Linked DNA regions of Danio rerio: all the other regions are linked to region 2. A link is a contact called in public HiCAR-type data. All regions are on one chromosome and are shown on one strand. Each heading gives the region's core, a stretch centred on a gene start, on an enhancer-like site or on the middle of the called end of the contact. The rest is flanking DNA. Distances are from core to core; before and after follow the strand shown. Region 1 overlaps scfd2 (sec1 family domain containing 2). Region 2 holds the start of pdgfra (platelet-derived growth factor receptor, alpha polypeptide). Region 3 holds the start of scfd2 (sec1 family domain containing 2).

Region 1 (4,203 bases), core at 800-3,299, 470 kb after region 2:
ACATTCTTGTTTATCTAAAAAACTATGCTAAAGACCGATATTCTGCTATAATAATGTGCTTTACGTGCCAGAATGTCTGTCTTTGTTTTGGTTCTTTTAACCCACCCAATGCCAGTTTAGCCAATTATATTTCAGCACCGCGGGTGGCCTTTGTGGAAGACCGTGTATTTCATTCATTCAGTCAGAAAGGCACTTAAAGTATGCGCCTGTGACCGAAATGTGACCTCCGGTGGACAGTAGCAGACTCTGAAATGAGAAGCAGATTCGGCGTTCCATATGAGGTCATCAGTAATTAGCAAATAACATAAACATTCCAAATGTATACATTTGTTAAGCAGGTTACATTGTAACACCATGTCCGAACAACACGCTACATGACGAGATTTGCAGTGATAAGCAATTTGGCTGTTGCACCAGACAAAACACAACAGAAATTTAAATACAGCCATTCAGAAGCACTGAAAATTGCACTCACTGCAAAACGAAATGGTAAGGTTTATAATCTAATTAATACATATTAATATTAATATTATTGCCGTCTTTCGGATGAGACGTTAAACCGAGGTCCTGACTCTCTGCGGTCATTAAAAAAATCCCATGGCACTTCTCGTGAAAGAGCAGGGGTGTAACCCCGGTGTCCTGGCCAAAGTCCCTCTATCGGCCCTTACGATCATGGCCTCCCAATCATCCCCTTCCACCGAATTGGCTCGATCACTGTCTCTCCACTCCACCTATAGCTGGTGTGTGGTGAGCGCACTGGCGCCATTGTCCTGTGGCTGCCGTCGCATCATCCAAGTGGATGCTGCACACTGGTGGTAGTGTGGAGAGACCCCCCTCATGATTGTGAAGCGCTTTGGGTGTATGGCCATACACAATAAATGCGCTATATAAATACACATTAAATTTACATTTAAACCTTTACCTTTAACATTATTAAATGTACATGCTAAATTACTGATATGTGTTGGCTTGCACTAAGTCACAATTCTTTGACAATTTATAATAAATATATAATTTTAAATTTAAATTTATAAAAGTTAAATAGGTGAACTATCTGCTGCTGCTACTTTCATGCAATAAATGGCATGTAAAATGGCATTCAAACGCTCATTATTAGCATTTAACATGGAATAAAGCACATGAGGTGTAACTGAGGTGATCATTGTCAGTTTATTCTGTTGTTCAGCTGCAAGGATTAGAAGCCTTTTCTAAAGTATATATTTCAGGTGTTGGTTAGAACAAAAACTCATTTTAATATGGAAAATATTCCTTCTATTGCACTTTATTGCTCATATTTAGAACATAGTTTAAATCAGTCTTTAGTTTCAATAGTCAAGCACACTCTTGTTGCTGTTGTCAATCTGGCAACCTGTGCTTGCGTGTTTTAAACCAGGAGTGCAATACCAAGTTCAACCACTGGGTGTCAAACTTACATAATTGGCTGAACTATGAGTGGATATCCTCCGACTGGATGCAATCAAACAATGAAGCTAAACAACTTGAGTCTGTGACTGCTATACACTATGCAATTTATTTGAAATCTGCATTCTCTGACTTTTAGCAGCTAGTTTTGAGTAGGTTGAGTTTAGTACTGTGTGTCAGCCACTTTATTCTGTCCAGTAAAATATGTCATATAGTAGTGCACTGAAACATCCACAATAAAGTGCTCAAAACTATGCAGCAAAACATCAGAGTGCAATTGTTTTTTTTTCTGTTTTTTTTTCTTTTCTCTAGGAACTTATCTGCATTAACTAATTTGCATATTTCCATTAGTGAACCAGGTGGTAAGATACCACAAAACAAACAATTCTACCATTCTCTTTCTTTCTGAGACCAACATCTGTGTCATTTCTCACACTTCTTTCAGTTAAACAAACACCAAGATGTATCTCAAACTGTGAGAACCATTTGTTTGTGTTGAAATCAAGACAGAAAGTATTGAGAAATTGCACAATCGAGCATTTTCTCAGGCTTTCTCACTGTTTCATGGGACCTGTGCTCATGATAAGAAGGGACCGGTTCGCAAGTGAGAGACGATGAGAAGAAAGGAAGGTATAAAAGAGAGGGAGGAAATAGAAGAATGAAGGAAATTGTGACGGAGAGGGGCACATCTGGGCTGCGTATATAGTGCCTTTTCTTGCCTTTTTTTCCTGTGTGTTATAAAAAAAGAGAGAAGTTGGACGAAGCTAGACTGACGCTAATCTCCCGGAGGAAAATGAAATAAAATGGCCAAGTTTTACTACAGTGTGTGTGTGTGTGTGTGTGTGTGTGTGTGTGTGTGTGTGTGTGTGTGTGTGTGTGTGTGTGTGTGTGTGTGTGTGTGTGTGTGTGTGTGTGTGTGTGTGTGTGTGTGTGTGTGTGTGTGTGTTTAACGGTGGGTGTGTTTAACGGTGGGTGTGTTTAACGGTGGGTGTGTGCCCATGACTTATATCTCATGGGGGAGGACTGAAATAAAGTTGCCAGCAATCAGACCACCTGATTCTTGGAGCCACAGTGCCCCCTTTTGGTTCATAAAAACTTCACCACCACATTACCATGCAGCCACTATCCCAAACTGCCCTTGAATGCTGCATTGGTGTTCTCATATACTTTTAAATGTGTATTTTATTACATATGCATGCATATTTGTGGGTGCGTGACCGAGTGGCTCACATTTCCTGCGTCTTTGTTTATAGTTGAAGTTTTCATAGAGTTCTATGGTATGTAAGTGGTTAAGTGTCTGTTTTACTGTTGAATGTTCACAGGCAGCCTATACTGTATGTGACACGTACATCTTATTTCAGCAGCGTTGACTGTACCTGTTTCATCCTGCAGGGGGAGGTTAATAAAAACTTTATAACTTTTAAACTTTTATAACTTTTGTATAACGTTTTTGCCATTTTTAGACGGGAAAAGGTATTTTAAAGTCTAATCTTAGTAAGGGGTCATATGCTTTTTTTGCTAAAATGAGAGTTGTAGTGTGGTACTTTTTTAAACAAATAATGGAGAGATGTGCACAAAGTAACACTTTTTGGTTTTGGCCAAATAATGAACAAAGTAATGGGGTTAGATAAACCATATATATATATATATATATATATATATATATATATATATATATATATATATATATATATATATATATATATATATATATATTTTTTTTTTTTTTTTTTTTTTATATATATATATATATTTCTTTTTTTTACTAACGAAATACAAACCTCTTCTACAAATGAACAATGAATTTATGCTCGCCAGACTCATAGTTTCTGTGCAGTATTGCCAAAATTACCAGGAGTAAAAATGTTACTATTTACCTCACCTGCGAGCCAAGTTGTAACAGTCAGAGGGTTATTTGTAACATGTGCTTAAATAGCAGATTTCACACAATTAATTTAAATGCAGATTACTTTAAATAGTAGCTATATTTCCTCAGTACTTGGCTCAATTTTTTATTCTACATAACACAGCATGTTTGTTTGTTTATTTATTTATTTATTTATTTATTGGATAAACACATTTGGATTTATTTCCATTATTACCCATTTATCCATTAATATACAATGCATTTATGTGCATTATAGCGATAAAAAATTCTATTTAAAAAATATTTTCTATTAAAAAACATTTTGATATAAAAAGTTCTTAACATAATAATCAAAATTCCAAAATGATTTTGTTAGTTTATGGTGTACACTGTGGTTGTTCAATAGAGAAGATTAGCACATATTCAAAAATATGAATGACAAGTTTTTGGTATACTGTGCTCAAGTAATTACTTAAATCGTTTAAGTAAAAAAGTATAATCATTAGCTCATTAAAAAAAAAAATCAACATTACAAATTCTAAGAAAAAAAACCTACGTAAAACAGTAGAACTTGAAGACTCCGTTTTGTTTTCTACACAGACTCATATTTATAATTAACATTTGCTTTCTCTATTGCCCCCCATTTTGCCTGTCAAATAAAAATGATGTGTGTTTTACATACATGTTGAGCAGAGACAGAGGAGTAAATAAGAAATGTAGTCACCGCAGATGGATGGCTGAATGCACACAGAAAAGGAGAGATCTGTAGTTATGAAACAGGGTGAAACAAGACAGGATGTCATAAACATGTCTTTCAGGGTTTGTCTCTGAGGACCACAGTGTGTTCATTGAGAACGTCAACACCCATTTCTTCAACACTCACTCTTACAGTGTGTGTGTGCGTGAGCGTGAGC
Region 2 (4,195 bases), core at 546-3,045:
ATCTCTGTCTGATGCTCGGACCCCTGGGTTCCATCAGCGCTCCAGCAGACAGTCAATGCCAATCAGTCTGAAGTGGTTAGCTCTGCAAAAACTCAGTTATATCCGGATGAAATGTTATATTTATTAAAATGTAGTTTTCTGTAAATTTGTTTAAAACTAATTAAAAACTGAGCAAATATTTTAGATCCATTTAGTTTAAAAAAAATGGTTCAGCAGTTTTTCAAAGTGAAGGGGAAAAGCTCAAAGCAAAGGGGGGAAAGAGTTTTACAGCCCAGCGAAGTTCCCGTTTGCTCGTGTCATCCCTCTCAAGCCAGTTATCCTTGGTGAATCCGGGGGTGTCGAGTAAGACTGTAATTAGTCGACCCCTTTCTGTGCAGAGTCCATCGGATTGCCGTGGGAATCCTTTGTGTAATGGCAGACTGGTGCGCGTTTGGTACCGCTCATCTGCCCAGCCAGCGGTGTCGGGAGCGTCCGCACATATTCGGCGCGCACCCCCCATCGCAAGGCGCCCACACACGCACACATAGATGCGCAACTGGCTGCCAAACACAACCCATCCGCTGTGCTTGACACTTTCGGGCAACAGCTGAGCGAGGGGTGCCGTCCAGCACCTGGTTAGTTCACGCGTAAAAGCGATTTCCATGAGAATAAAAGAAAGCGGTGTAAAATGAGGAGACGTTCATAAGTCCAGTATAAAAGCAGGAAGGGGCGAAAAAAATAATGATTAAACATTTTCCAGTCTTATTACAATAACAGCCAAGCAACACAGTCTCATCAGTCCTTGGTAAATACTACAAAAAATTGCATTAAGTTAATCCAGATGTGAGAGAAGTTTCCCATTCATGCAGCTTCATCATCATCGACTTGGGCTTCAGCGCAGAACGCGGCAAATAAGTTTGCCAAACTTTCCTTCTACTTCTCCATCGCTATTTGCAACACATACATATCCTTTCAGAAGACTACTAATCCATTAAGTGGTATTCCAGTATAGAAATGGTCATCCGATTAATATTTTAAGGCACAAAGAACTCTCCAATTCCAGTCAGAAATGTGTTTGCCATTAGATGCCAGCGGAGCGCCTCTCCACGGGCTGAGACACCCCCAGCTGCGCGCCTGCGGCTCCAACTGAGATCCAGCACAACCAGGCTTTAACTTTACGGGATAACGCTGTTCCTTGGATGGGACATAATCCTGCTCGATGCAAAAGTGTCCAGAATAAAAAGAAAAATCTTTTCTTTTTTAGGTAAAAAAACGTACGTGTCCATTGTGAGCATTGATGGGAAAAATACTTGAACATGATTATTTATAAGTAAAAACCTTTTTAACAAGTTATCAAATCGAATGTTTTTATTTATTTATTTATTTATTTGCATGCATGTTTAATTTATCTTTACTGGTCGTTTCAGAGATAGAGAAAACTAATTAATAAAAACCTCAACTGTTAAAAAAAGAAATCAAGAACACATTTAATTAGTCTAATCCTGAGTAAGTGCAATTATGTTCAGAGGTTCAACCGTTTTCGAGGGAACTTTGCATGAACGAAAATACAAAAGAAACTAATTAAACTAATTGAAACATACAATACCTTTTTAATCCCTTTTGGTTGTTCCCTTTGATAAAAAAGAACAGCCAAAATGAATGGCAAAGCTCTTGTAAAATACTCTAATAAGCCCAAGGGTCCTCAGTTGTAAAGCAGTAGTAATCCTTTCCCTTGTGCTGCGCTCCTCCGTCCTGCTCCACGGCCACTCACACAAATGCGCCTCTGCAACAGCAACCTGTAATTGATTCAATGCTACAGTCCATCCTTCCCAGAGAACTAATCATCTGGCTCAAAGTAAATAACTCTCAGGAAACTGCCCCTCCTCTCTCTCCCTCTGCCCCAGGCGTCTTTTCAAAATAAGAGTCCGTGTTTTCACACTGCGGCTCCGAAGAGGAGTCAGATTTCTCCGTGCTCTGCAGTTCTGAAGGAGGTGCATGAAAAGAGGTTGAGCGGGGAAGAAAAGGACCATATGTTTTTGTAAAGTCTAAGAGGGGCCCTTTTGGAATAAAGGGATCTTTTTGCGGGGACAATGAAGTCAAGTGACCCATTAAAAGTGTTTTTATACAGGCTTAGGTAGGAAAGAAATCAAGGAATTGGGAATGCACAATTACATTCGGTAACTAGATTAACCTTGTCATCACGCTCCATTCTTCACGCTCAGCTTTTAGATGATTGTGCTTTTCAGTGCTTCATGCTGCTGCTGCTGCAGTTTTGCGCATTGTTTTGTGGATCTTGATTTAAAATTACTCACACTTGTATTGTGTGGTTTCTGACTTTGGAGTGCACGCAAGATGGCACACTAAATATAGGCTATGTGATGAAATTATGTGATTATGAGATAATAATGGATAGTATGGTTAATAATGCTAATAATTTAGCGTCGAGTACAGTGTGTTTCTGAAATAGCTCATTCAGCAGAAAAAAATTGGGGGTCCATCAAAGGCGCACGCGTATTTACGCAGGGGGCGCTCTAACACAAGAAACACATTTAGTGGTTCTCGTTTTAATCTCTCTCTCTCTCTCTCTCTCTCTCTCTCTCTCTCTCTCTCTAATTTATTACAGCGTAGTTTTGAATAAATAACATCAAAGACATATGCTATATAATTTGTATTCGATATCTGAAAGTTTAGTCAAACTCTTACTAACAACAACATCTTTTTCTGTTTTCTTTCCCTTTGGCTTTTTTTAAGACATGGCAGGCTGCAGATAATGGCTCATTATGAATTAGTACCCTACGCGACGCAGCACACGGTGATTTGCAGCTCTGTGCAGATGAGTGAGCCGGCATGTGGTGAGTGAAGCCCCGGGGCAAGCTTGGCCCCCTCTAGCCCTCGCTGCTCTTCCTGCAGCCTTGCAGCTCACCCTCGCAGAGAAACACACATCTCCAGTTGCTCAGCACAATTATTTCCACATGTTCGTGCCGCCCGGTCGCTCAAAAGAACAGAGTCCCTTGTTCTGGAAACAAAAGACTCTAATCTCTGAGACTAAAACTGAAGCATTCAGAAATAGCGGCGATCGGTGCTTAGTTTGGAATCCGTTAAATGCACTGAAATGAGCAAAAGCAAAAATTTGCTGCCAATAAGCACAATTCCACAGGTATAATTAAACTGCTGTTGTATGTTGTTTTTAGGGTTTCTGCATAACTGTTTCCAAAAGTTATAAGCCAAAAAGATGCTGAGCGAGCTAAAGTATCCAGAAAGGAACTTTTCAATTCACATCTTAAAATGCAATTAATTACTCTAATTAAACTAATTAATTTTAAAAAACTTTAATAGCCCATAATTAAATATGGGCCTTTAGTATTTTTTTTAGTATAAAAGAAATTTCCAGCTTAAACTGTCATAAATTGAACATTTTATTGTTATTATCATTATTATTATTATCATTATCATCATCATCATAATTATTAGCCTATGTAATTGCACACAATCCAATTTTTTTCTCAAGCTTTATATATATATATTAATATATATATATATATATATATATATATATATATATATATATATATATATATATATATATATATATATATATATATATATATATATATATATATATATGGGTAATATGATTTTTCCTTCCAAAGTATGCTTTACTGTAAAGTAAAAATCAAAGCCATAAATATAAAGTTGTGTTTCAAATTAGAGGTTATGTTTTCTTTAGGCGCAGTACTGAACATTACCGCTAGATCAATACATAGTTTCTGATTCGTTTCCAATGCGGTGATTTTTGACAGCGATTCTGAAACTGTTTGGTAAGATACAAGCTGTCAGTTAAAGCAGCTACATCGTCTAACCACTCTTATAAAGTCGTTAACAACATTATAAGTAGCTTGTTATTAGATATAAAATATTTGGTGCTAGTGGTTTATGGAAGCTATTTTTATTTATTTATTTATTTATTTATTTATTTATTTATTTGTTTGTTTGTTTGTTTGTTTGTTTGTTTGTTTGTTTGTTTGTTTGTTTGTTTAAAGCACCAAACCAATATGTTGTTAAGTATTCCACATTCGGTCATGATGTGTCTGTTTGATCGGAACTCAGCTGAGAAGAATGTCCAGTATGCGCGAGCGGGCGGGAGAATGCGAGTCAGCTTCGGGACACCAGTACTTCAGTCGACTCGACCTCCTTTTAGTTTGACTGACGCCAAGAC
Region 3 (4,136 bases), core at 1,041-3,540, 320 kb after region 2:
CTATATACAATGGATAGCCCACGACAGGCCAATCTTTAAAGGCAAATATTGTAGGAAATCACTTTCAAAATATTTTTACTTCCAGAACTTGATTGATGCATTCTCTAACTACAGAAATTAGATACTTATAGTGTTAATGTATCATGTTACAAAGGCACTGTTTAGAAGATACATAGTAACCACTGATATATTTTATGTTGTAGGGCTGTAATAAAGACCCATTGCTTCTCATTACAAGCTGGGTAAGTTATCTTTTAGCTGTTTTGGTAACAACTTAACTCTCTAATCAAACTATTTTGTAAAGTTTCAAATAATTTTATTTACAAAAGAAACACAACTAAAATGTACTTGCTTAACTACATTGTTAACGGATTTAATGTAAAAAAGTGTATTTCGAATAGATAATAGTTCCTTTATTTGCCTAAAATGCTTTGAATTTAACAATGAATCGATTTTAAAACCTGATATATTAAAACGTCTTCAGTTGTATTGATTGCCCCCCCCCCCCATATGCCCTCTGTAGTAACATTGAGTAACATTTAACAAACAAATAACACGTTAACAAAAATAATACACACGTCTGAAACGAGCTGTCTAAATCAGCTGTACTAATGTAGCAGCCCTCTCTTAACATATGTTGTGTTATGTTAGGTGTGTGCAAATGTATCAATGCCATATGCTGCCACTAAGGGGGTGATTTGAAAGTAAATGTTATGAAACGCGTGCAGCTGAATAAATAACGGTCTCTGCTGTCAACATAGGGTCAGGTCACAAATGCTTTTAATTTGGTAGATGCTGGTCAAGTGATTATTGATCTCACCACGAGGGCGTTTTATTCTCGTTGCTGAATCAATTCACACAAGTTTTCAAAGTTTAATCATCAATGTGTTTATTTCTCACCTCCATAAAGCCAGTCCGTCTCCTCATCAGCGCTCTCATCAGCTGTTTTCTCTACCTCTTTCGTAGACATGATCACCTCCGGGAATTTGAACTTTGTTTTTAGACCAGAGGCTAAGTTTAACTCAGTGATTCAGCGAGTTCGACAAGTTAAGTTTATGTGGTGTGGTGAAAGTTTTAGGGTTTACCGTCACAGCTGTCACAGTGACACGCCGCGTGCTGCTCTAGCAGGTGCGCGTTACCAGAGAGACACATCGCACTGCACGTGCACGTGTGCTCTGCGGGGCGCGCAGGAAGTTCCAACATCAACACAAATTAAAGGCTACAAAATTATATTCCAATAAAAAGCCCCTTCTGTGAAAGCTACATTGAAACTTCCCCCCTCTTTTGGTCTTGCCAATTTATCCTGCCGAGAATTTCTGGAAGCCTTAAAGGAATTAATAAATGCTTGTTTGTTTGTTTATTTATTCAATTATTTGTCTATATCTTTAATTTTAGATCTTGACTTTTATTTTTATTTTTTTTACAATAGATAATATTTCGTTTCATTCTCTCAAGGAGCATAAGCTGAGCACAGAGTGTGGACAGAGCTCTTTATTTATTTATTTATTTATTTATTCATTCATTCATTCATTCATTCATTCATTCGTTTGTTTATTTATTTATTTATTTATTTATTTATTTATTTATTCATTTATTTATTAACGTTTACATTTTAAAATACATGTATTTGTTTATTTATTTAGATTTGAATGAACATTTATTCACCCATATTATGTTTACTCAACACATATTTTGTTTAAATTTAAAACATTTTTTTAAATTAATTTTAGGTCACTGATAAATCTCAATTATTTCTATGTTTGCAACATTTCGAAAATGAACATATCTGAATTCAGGTAGGCATAAAAAGTCAGTTATGTTAAATCAAATAGCCTACTTAGATGAAGAATTATATTATTGGGATATTAATAAAACGGAATATAAAATTTTTATTCATAAATAAATAAATAAATTAATTAATTAATATATATATATATATATATATATATATATATATATATATATATATATATATATATATATATATATATATATATATATATATATATATATATATATATATATATATTCATATATAAAATATATACACATCTGTCTGTTTTGTTTTTAATTATATAAAAACTATATATTTTGTATGTTCTAAAATAACGTAGATATATTTAAAAATATATAGATATATAATCATAGAGTAATCGATTTTTAAAAATTGCTACGTATGCAATAAGTATACCTACATGTTTAATATACAACATTGTAAGTCTCAAAAATGAAAACAAATAAACAGCTGATACAATGACGCAATATTATCGCGACGCCTCTGCGCCACGTCACCTTCGAGAGACTCACATGGGTTTGTTTTGAGTGGTGTCTGTTTGACAGTTGCTCTGTTTTATCGCTTCTTCAGATTTAAAAACGCCGACATTAGCGGAAATATGTTGCCCGCAGATGGTCTCGTGTGTTTCCCCGGTCAGACGTGGGAGAAGGTGCTGTCAAAGGTAAAAAAGGCTGTTGTTTTCATGGATGACCGGTGCTCGGAGAGTCTCCACTGGAACGGAGGAGCTGCGCTACTATTCGAGGCTGGAGCTCGAAACATCAAGCAGTTCTCGAGCTTTGAAGCGGGTGCACAGAATGAACCCAAAGCTGTGTTTGTGGTCAGCACTGTGTTAAAAGGTAGAACCGCAGACATTATAAAGGACATCATTTCCCTCAGCCACTTCCAGTACTGTGTGGTTTTCACGACTGTTCCTCACTCCATTCACCTGCTTGCTAATAATGTGAACGCTGATCTGGAGGGGAACCCGGTGTTTGAGCAGTTCGAGGAGAAACTATGTGAATGGATGGGTGATATGAACTACACTGCTGAGGTCATGCACGCTCCCGTGGTCTTCGCCCCTTTGACAGAACACCTCCATCTTTTACCTGCTTTCTCTAATCTCTTTCCTTTATTGGACGTTGATCTTGAGTCCATCAATGAGAAGAGGCCGGAGAAGAAGAGATTTGGGAGTCTGATGGACATGGATGTGCATTCTCTGCCACCTGAGCTGCAGATTCAGATTAAAACTCTTGCATTGACCCTCAATGGCCTGTTTGAGTTCATCAGTACCCGTGAGGAGAGCTTTTCGGTGGGTCCGATGAGCCGTCTGATCGCAACCGAGCTGGCCAATCTTCCACAAGCCAAAAACAGGAGGAAGACGGCCCCTAATAAAGCATCAGTAGTGTTTGTGGACAGAACTCTTGATCTTACAGGTGCAGTCCAATCTGTCTGAATATTAAGTCATTAGTAGTTAAAGAGATAGTTCACCCATACACTCGTCATCATTTACTCATCCTTCACTTGTTCCATACATTTAAGAGTTTCTTTCTTTGGTTGAACACACAAAAATATATTTTAAAGAATGCTGAAAACTTGTAACCATTGACTTCCATCGCATGCACTTGTCCTTTTATAGAAGTCAATAGTTACAGGTTTTCAGCCTTCTTTAAAATATATTTTTGTGTGATCAACAGAAGAAAGACATTTAGAAAGTTTTGGAAACACCCAAGGAAGTGTAAATAGCGAATTAATAAAACTTTCACAAGGCACAGATAAAAAAGACAAAAGATCATGCTTATAGGCACATGTGCAGATATACATGTATGCATTCATTCATTCATTCATTCATTCATTTTCTTTTCGGCTTAGTCCTTTTATTAACCTGCGGTCGCCACAGTGGAATGAACCGGCAACTTATCCAGCATATACTTTGTGCAGCAGATGCCCTTCCTGCTGCAACCCATCACTGGGAAACATCCATACACCCTCATTCACACTCATACACTACGGTCAATTTTTGGCTTACCCAATACACCTATACCAAATGCGTGAGACGATCGTGCTACCCACTGCGCCACCGCGTCACCCCAAATATATATATATTATTACCTATTTAGTAAAATACATTTTTATGAAAGCAAAACAGTAAAATCTTTAAGCTGTTTCAAGCACTTTAATTTTTCAAAATCGAAGCACTTTTCAAACCTTGAAAACACTACACCAAAATTCAAGCATTTTTAGTGATTCCAGGCAACTGTACGAACCCTGTCTTTAGTATTTTGCAGCTACTTATATATATTTTCAGCATTAATCTACAAATTTTGTGATGATTTATTGTCAAATCGTATAGCATTATTTGTTT

The links. HiCAR-type assays count read pairs that join an accessible place to other places.
Region 1: a HiCAR-type map of caudal fin shows a contact between it and region 2, with 15 times the contacts expected there. The contact joins the enhancer-like site here to the promoter of pdgfra in region 2. A contact is called at or near these places in 7 of 18 Hi-C or Micro-C datasets (caudal fin, embryo, fibroblasts and 2 more) and 2 of 4 datasets of contacts at active chromatin or transcription factors (caudal fin and embryo).
Region 3: a contact with region 2 is called in a HiCAR-type map of caudal fin, with 7 times the contacts expected there. The contact joins the promoter of scfd2 here to the promoter of pdgfra in region 2. A contact is called at or near these places in 2 of 4 datasets of contacts at active chromatin or transcription factors (caudal fin and embryo).

The regions. Positions count from the first base shown.
Region 1 is chr20:25,492,237-25,496,439 of GRCz12tu, forward strand. The region is part of intron 5 of scfd2 (sec1 family domain containing 2); the gene reads left to right. Among named protein-coding and RNA genes, the nearest start is that of rasl11b, 130 kb to the right of the region's middle. Within about 2 kb of position 2,050, at least 12 of the 62 cell types and tissues checked have an H3K27ac peak or open chromatin away from gene starts, as enhancers often do. A contact at or near this core is called in caudal fin, where this site is marked.
Region 2 is chr20:25,024,399-25,028,593 of GRCz12tu, forward strand. It overlaps pdgfra (platelet-derived growth factor receptor, alpha polypeptide), which reads right to left and starts at 1,796. Exons shown (of 29, transcript NM_131459.3): 1 at 1,586-1,796. LOC141379564 (a long non-coding RNA gene) reads left to right here and starts at 1,956. Exons shown (of 3, transcript XR_012396420.1): 1 at 1,956-2,156; 2 at 2,731-2,831.
Region 3 is chr20:25,348,024-25,352,159 of GRCz12tu, forward strand. scfd2 (sec1 family domain containing 2) reads left to right here and starts at 2,291. Exons shown (of 7, transcript NM_001013564.2): 1 at 2,291-3,207. The coding sequence starts at 2,394. fip1l1a (FIP1 like 1a (S. cerevisiae)) reads right to left here and starts at 1,186. Exons shown (of 15, transcript XM_073934092.1): 1 at 901-1,186.